2 separate regions of the Mus musculus genome follow, and region 2 is linked to region 1. A link is a contact called in public HiChIP or PLAC-seq data. All regions are on one chromosome and are shown on one strand. The core of a region is the stretch at or near the end of the contact, and the rest is flanking DNA. Distances in the headings are between cores, read along the strand shown.

Region 1 (3,438 bases), core at 561-3,060:
CTTGGCCAACTATTTAACTTTTTGGATGGTGCGCTATGTATTTGATTTGCAGTAGGTTCTACGGACACAGAAAAGGCTGAGCTAAGCATCTACCTTCTCTGCTTTTCAGGGGCAAGTATAGGGAAACTCTTCTCATCTAAAAGCTCAGCTTTGTATATTTTATTCCCTCACACTGAAGCCTGGCAGTTCGAAGAGTTCTAAATGGCTTCCATATTGTCAAGTCTCAGTCTGGCAGTCAAAGCTCTCCAACATATCCCCATCCTTTGTTCTCACAATACAGTTGTTTGGTAACGAAAGCTCAGGGTACTGTCTACTACATATTTCTCTCCCTGAACCTACCCTGCCTCCTGAGGGAGGGCACCATCTTCTTCCCTTAGCCTTATCTAATGCAGAGCTTTCTAAACACCTGGATTAGTCGCAGCATTTCCCTTGTACTCCTGACTCAGAAAGCGCCACATCTTAGAGCAGTTCTCAAAGAATATGGCACTGACTGCTTGCTGGTGCCTGCTACCGTTACACAACCAACATCCAAAGTGAGGAGCAATTACACCTGAGAGGTGTCTTACTCTCAGAGTGCCGTGCCAGGAAAAACTAAAGATGCCAACAAAAAGAGACCTTCCCCGTCCTTACTCTGCTACCACTGTTACAATGATTCCCCTGGACTTTTTATCTTCCTCAACATGACCAACTCAGAACAGGTGGCAAGTTTTCCTCTTGCAAATTCTTAAAGAGAAAGAAAGCGGGCAGCGAACGCCTTTAATCCCAGCACTCGGGAGGCAGAGGCAGGCGGATTTCTGAGTTCGAGGCCAGCCTGGTCTACACAGTGAGTTCCAGGACAGCCAGGGCTATACAGAGAAACCCTGTCTCGAAAGAAAAAAAAAAAAAAAAGAAAGAAAGAAAGAAAGAAAGAAAGAAAGAAAGCAAGCAAGCAAGCAAGCGGGCGATGGTGGCACACACTGTTAATCCCAGTGCTCGGGAGGCAGAGGCAGGCAGATCTCTGAGTTCGAGGCCAGCCTTGGTCCACGGAGCTCCAGGGCAGCAAACGCTACACAGAGAAACCTTATCTCGAACCGTCTCCATTCTCCCGCCCCAAAAAGAAAACTTTAAGGGAAGCAAACTGAAGGATGTGCTTGCTGCAGTCTGTCTGATCAGCTTGGAACCTTGTGAGGTAGTTTTAGAACGTAAGACTCCAGGTGTGAAAAGGCGCGAGTGCTGGGAATGGTGGAAAACACAGTTCCAAAAAGATCACTTCCTCACTCTCATCTCACAGTACCCAGAAATGGTTCGCCCCAAACCAGACTCGTACTCATATATAAATCCAGGAGTCACAAATACAAGTTTCCCTACACCACTAGGCTTATGAGTTGCTTTTTTTCTCTGAACTACCCAAAGCAATGCAGGGTGAGTTCACGTCCCTATTTGTGGTCATACTGTAGGCACCCCTCACCCCCCCACCCCCCGGCCACTTCTCCCAACCGCAGGGACGCTCCAGGACCCCCCAGGCCAAGGGTAGAGCTCTGGAGCGCAGTGCACGGCACTCACCTGCACCGCGTGGCTCAGCCCCTCCAGCGCCGCGTAGTTGAAGGAGTCCACGTGCGCCCGCGTCAGGTCCTGCAAAGCTGCCTTTTGCTGCTCTGGGGGAATCCCGTACGAGGGGTCGGTTAAATGCTTTAGGCTGGGCCCGCTGGGCAGGTTCCGCCACCGGCCGTCGACATCCATGCTTCTGCCAGTCCCGGACGGGAGACCGGAGCTAGGACGCTACTCGTGGCTGGCTGGAATGGCCGGACCAACCCCACAGCCACCCTACCCCGTGGCCTTCTGGGAAATGTAGTTCCTCTTGTTCGGCCCGCCCCACACTGGTCCTTTCTTTTCTCAGAGTCGACTGGAAACTTACACCATGGCGTGATTAGACCGGTTAAAACTACGCGCAGACATGAAGACACGCCTTTAATCCCAGCAATCAGGAGGTCAGGTATCTGTGAGTTCGAGACCAGTCTGGTCTACAAAGAGAGTTCCAAGTCATTCAGAGTAGTTACACAGAGCTGTCTTGAAACACCGGGGTGGGGGTGGGGGTGGGGGTGGGGGTGGAGAGAGAGAAAGAGGCTTCGCTGTTTTGTAACCTGCAAACCATACTAAATCCTGCTCCACTTTAGTGTGTGACCTCTGTGACCCATATTAGCTTAATTCGTTAATTAGGACCTGATACAAGACGTATCTTTAAAGGTTCCCTTCTGTCCCATTCTGGAGTTTTCCTATTGCACCCTGATGCAGACCTCAGGAGACTCTGGATTCTTGGCTTCAACTAAAATGGAGGTGTGGGGCACCAACCTGTCATTTCTTCTCAACTTGTCTGTTTATTAAAATAATATTTATTTATTTATTTTTGTTTCTTTGTTTTTTGAGTCAGGGTCTCTATGTAGTCCTGGCTGTCCTAGACCAGGCTGGCCTGGAACTCACAGAGGTCCATTGTCTTTGCCTGAGTGCTGGGTTAAAGGCATGTGTCACCCCCAGCCCCCTCTTTCTCAAGTCTTTGTTTTTTTGTTTAGTTTTTCTCATACATTGCATTCCAACTGCAGTTTCCCCTCTCTCCACTCCTCCCAATCTTCCTCCCCACCCCCCTTCTCCTCCAGATCCACTCCTCCTCTATTTCCCTTCAGAAAAGAGCAGGCCTCCCTGGTATATCAACTGAACATGGCATAACAGGTTACAATAACACTAGGCACAATCCCTCATATCAAGTCTGGACAAAGCAAATCAATAGAAGAAAAGGGGTCCCAAGAGCAGGCAAGAGAGTCCAAGACAGCCCCTGCTCCTACTGCCAGAAGTCCCCCAAGAGCACCAAGCTATACATCCATAACATGAATGCCGAGGACCTAGCTCAGAGCCACACAGGCTCCAGGACTGTCTCTTCAGTCTCTGTGAGCCCCTCTGAGCCCTGCTTAATTGATTCTGTGGGCTGTGCTTATGTCTACTCAACTCTTAATGCATGAAGCACATCAGCAGGACGGCAAGCAGTAACCAGGCCATGCTACCCAGAAGAAAGGAAGCCACCCCAGCCTGCTTCTGGGCAATCAAGAGCAAGAGGTAGGAAGGTGGTTGGATAGTGTCAGAATTCGTGCTGTTTCTAGTGTTTGGCTTTTACAAATATCCATTTTTCTATGTGTGTGTTTTCAATTCCCTTAGGTATCAGAGCTAAGAACCACGTTTCTGTGTCATATTACCTATGTTTACCTTTCTGAAGCCCTGTGAAACTATTAAAGTGAGCTGTACAACTTCACATTTCCCCTTAGCAACATCATTACTAGTACCTGGTACTATCTTCTGATTATAGCAATCTTATTATTTGCACAATGGTATCTTTTGTGAGCCCTGGTTAGCATTTTCCTAGACTCCAGGGCCTAGAGGATAATAGTGTCAAATATCATTTCATGTGTTTAA
Region 2 (3,801 bases), core at 96-2,595, 320 kb before region 1:
GAAGACTCCACCCTAGGAGGTGCCAGAACAGGTCTGAGCCAGCCTGCTCAAAGCTGGGGGAGGCTACATTGAATAATGGACAGATATATTTAAAATTGTAAAAGACTAGATAATTACAAGAAAAACCACAGGCATTCTAGTCATTCTTAAGCAAGCTGGCTAACAGGGTCCCTTTCTCACTGGTACAGCTTTTAGAGGGTAGAGGAAATGTTTGCTTTATAGATCTTTTAAGTGTAGTAACTTAAGCTTTAAACATAATGTTAGCCATCATAATACTTGATACTTCTTAAATAGATATGAAAAAGGGACTCATCAGGGCCACTGCAGATAGCACCTGGGAGCTGAGTCTCTCCCTTCCATTCATGCTGGCATGAAGAGTGTCACCAATATTCACAAACAAGAGCATTTCACTAATAATGCCTTTACCCAAAGACATTCTCTTCAAAATTTTTAAGTGTTTTCTTATGATGGTTACTTTTCTCTGTGTATTTTGTTGGAGTTATGATCACAATAAGGTTAGGGAGATAGATGGAGAGACAGTGAGCAATAGCATGTAGATGGATGATGGAGAGACAGAGTGAGTGACAGCATGTAGATAGATGGAGAGACAGAGTGAGTGACAGCATGTAGATAGATGGAGAGACAGAGTGAGTGACAGCATGTAGATAGATGGAGAGACAGAGTGATAGCATGTAGATAGATGGAGAGACAGAGTGAGTGACAGCATGTAGATAGATGATGGAGAGACAGAGTGAGTGATAGCATGTAGATAGATGGAGAGACAGAGTGAGTGACAGCATGTAGGTATGGATTTAAGTATAACTTTTCATCAACACAATCTTTAACTTCCAAGACATTTGAAGGCTTGGGCCTATAAAATCTGACCTCTTTCGTCTTCCTGGCAATTATTAAGCTTTGAATACAATTATTTCAGAACTCACCTAGAAAATGTATCTAATGAGGTGAACACTGGAGCATATGGATTCCATCAGAGTAGGTCTAAAGCACCTGGTTTGTGGAGATTTCAGTGACCTCAGGGGGCCAGTTCAAAGGAAGCCTATCCAGCCTTAACATAAAGTACTCACCGGGGAAGAGCTGTTCTTAGATGTTGCCTTCATCCAAACCAGGAAAGCACATATAGACTGGACCTCAGCTTGCTGCTGCCATTTATTTAACAAAGTCTTAGAAAAGCAAGAAATTCAACAGTCTGTGATTTGTTGCCCAGGGAAGTTTAAGGGAACTCCCTCATGTCAGCACATTTTGTTCTTGCTCTGAACACCTGGAGTTAGCTGGTCAGGAGAGGCTGTGTATCCATGACCTTGGCTGATTTCTCTGGTTTGTGTTTCCATTTGCTAAGTAGGTCACTGGGTGTTGTCTTTTCTGGGAAGCAGCCCCCGCTCACAGACAGAGACTTCTTTTCCTTGGGCTGACCTCTGCTTTCCTCTTATTCCCACTCCATCCTCTGGGACCTGCAAAAGCATTCAAATGATCCCCAGTGTCTCGCTGTCCTCTTGAACAACCAACCAGTTCCACTGTTTGTGTACAAAGGACACAAGACCAGTGGCAGTTGGAAATATTGTTTGTGACTTTCTGTCCTCAAAGCAGAGCATCTCTCACTTCTCCGCCAAGCACAGTCCTTCTCTCCCAGACCGTATCCTTCTTTTAGTACAAATATACTCAGGCTCCTTTGTTCATAGGAACATTTGGAAATACAGTCACGCTCTTCTCCTCATAGAAACTTTCTGCAAGATATTCTGTCTCTTGCAGTGATTTTGACCACCAATGTCAGTGTCTGATTGTTGTTTCAATTTATACTTAAAAACTTGGAATCTACAGTGTCACATGGACAACAAAATGGTAAGAGGTTTCGGGGAAATATTAATACAAATGACATTCACATACTATGAACACCAGAAGTAGGGCCCTTGCTGAGGGGGAATTTGATTGGAAAGTTTCTGTGAGCAGACACCAGTTTGCAGCTGTGTGAAGTCGTGGTTCTTGCAAGAAGCACAAGATTGCAGGGTTAATTCCAACCGTGCCTGCCAAGTCTCAGGGCAGCCACTGATCATCACCTTCAGTGAGAATAATTTATAGTTCAATCTTACATGCAAGCACACTAAATTATCATCAAAATCCTCTCATTAATAAATTAGTCAAATTAACATTGGAGAATCATATTTGAAAAATCCAGTGACATATTACATTTATAATAAAGGCTCAGAAATATTGCTGGGAGCCTTGTGGTACAAAGGACTGTGATCAAATTGGACATTCATTAATAAATGAAGTGAAGAACCTGACCAAGGTGAAGGTTGAAGTTTTTAAAAGGTAAATAAAATGAGATAACAAGACACACAGAATTTTGCTTATTTCTTTGATCACCCCTCCTCACATGAGAGCCCAGATCCCTCGTTTGTCCACGTATCTTGAATAATTCACCACTCATAGACTTTCCAGTTCAATGCATTATAAAACAAACTCAGGCTGAGCTTCAATCATATTAGACTACAAGCTGAATTTTTCATGAAAAAAATATTTAAAACAAAAATGCATCTTGGGCCCAACAAAACAAGCCATGGCGAGAGTTCAGTGAGGAGCATCAACTGAGATGCTGCTTCAGCTGGGGGAAGCTAAAGGGATCCTGTTAGATGTGCATCAACCACAATCTTAGCAGTTGCACAGTAACTGTAACAATAGTAACAGCATTCAGTGACTGTAACAATAGTAACAGCATCCCACTGGAGCTCAGCACTGCCTAGAGAGAGAGGTGCTAGGCTTTGCTCTGGTTCTTTAGTTGTGAAAGCAATGGGAGAGCTGAACCAGGATGAAGCTTGGCCTGACTCTGGGAATTCTCTCTGCCCCACCCATTCAGTTGGATTTCTCTGCCTTCCTCCCTCCTCTTATCCCTTGCTCCTGTGGGAAAATGAAAACACTCAGATGCTGACACGGCTTTTCTGAGAGTAGTGTCTTGTCGGGTCCAATCTTCCAAGTGCTGCTGCTGACTGTAACAGGTTCTCAGACCTTAGTAGGCCCCAGACCTTAAAACAACTGATCCCATGATGGAAATGCCATTCAGGCTGTAAAACTCAGCATGTAGACAGCACCACCTGCCAAAACGAAAACAAAGTCCTAATCCATCAAATGCCATTGGAAGCTTTTCAGGTTCTGTAGTTCTGCTTCAGGCTAACTGCTCTTGTTAAATGAAGTATGTCAGCCCAGGACATGGTTTTTGTGATTAAAAGCTCACCCTGAGAAAAGCTTGGTGCTACACTGGGGTCTCAAACACCCAGTATAGTCACAGGCTGGCTAATAAAGACTTTCTATCGGTTTAAACTCATGTCTGAGCAGTCTCCTCTGGTGAATGCCCCTCAACATTGACCCTTTGACATAAAAGTCCCTCTTCTTATGGAAAGACAGCAACATTAATTGACAAGCTACACGTCATTTTAAACCTCATTTTAAATTTTAAGCCATATTTCTATGTTGGAATTTGACTTAGTAATTAACAAATAATGAAACATAAAGGTTTTCAATGGATTTTATACACAGAAAGAAAAATGGAGAAATTATAGTCTTTCTCTAGAGAATGCTATAATTTTGGCCAGATGGCAGTGGCACACCTTTAATCTCAGCACTCAGATGGCAAAGGCAGGAGGATTTGAGTTCAAGGCCAGTTTGATGTACAGAGTGAGTTCCAGGATAGCCAGGGGTACACAGAAAAGAGGAACCCGAACTCAAAATGAGGGGGGGGGAGAAGAAGAAGAAAGAAGAAGAAGAAGAAGAAGAAGAAGAAGAAGAAGA

The links. HiChIP or PLAC-seq counts read pairs in DNA pulled down with a chosen protein or histone mark.
Region 2: a contact with region 1 is called in an H3K4me3 HiChIP or PLAC-seq map of embryonic stem cells, with 11 read pairs. The contact joins the enhancer-like site here to the promoter of Polr1b in region 1. A contact is called at or near these places in 5 of 39 promoter capture datasets (embryonic stem cells, hematopoietic stem and progenitor cells, hippocampal neurons and 2 more), 1 of 115 datasets of contacts at active chromatin or transcription factors (embryonic stem cells) and 2 of 9 other capture datasets (embryonic stem cells and macrophages).

Annotation. Positions count from the first base shown.
Region 1 is chr2:129,099,368-129,102,805 of GRCm38.p6, reverse strand. Polr1b (polymerase (RNA) I polypeptide B) reads right to left here and starts at 1,810. Exons shown (of 15, transcript NM_009086.2): 1 at 1,543-1,810. The coding sequence starts at 1,719. Gm46764 (predicted gene, 46764) reads left to right here and starts at 1,863. Exons shown (of 3, transcript NR_168333.1): 1 at 1,863-1,972.
Region 2 is chr2:129,417,200-129,421,000 of GRCm38.p6, reverse strand. No RefSeq gene overlaps it. Among named protein-coding and RNA genes, the nearest start is that of Il1b, 48 kb to the right of the region's middle. Within about 2 kb of position 1,345, at least 7 of the 459 cell types and tissues checked have an H3K27ac peak or open chromatin away from gene starts, as enhancers often do. A contact at or near this core is called in embryonic stem cells, where this site is marked.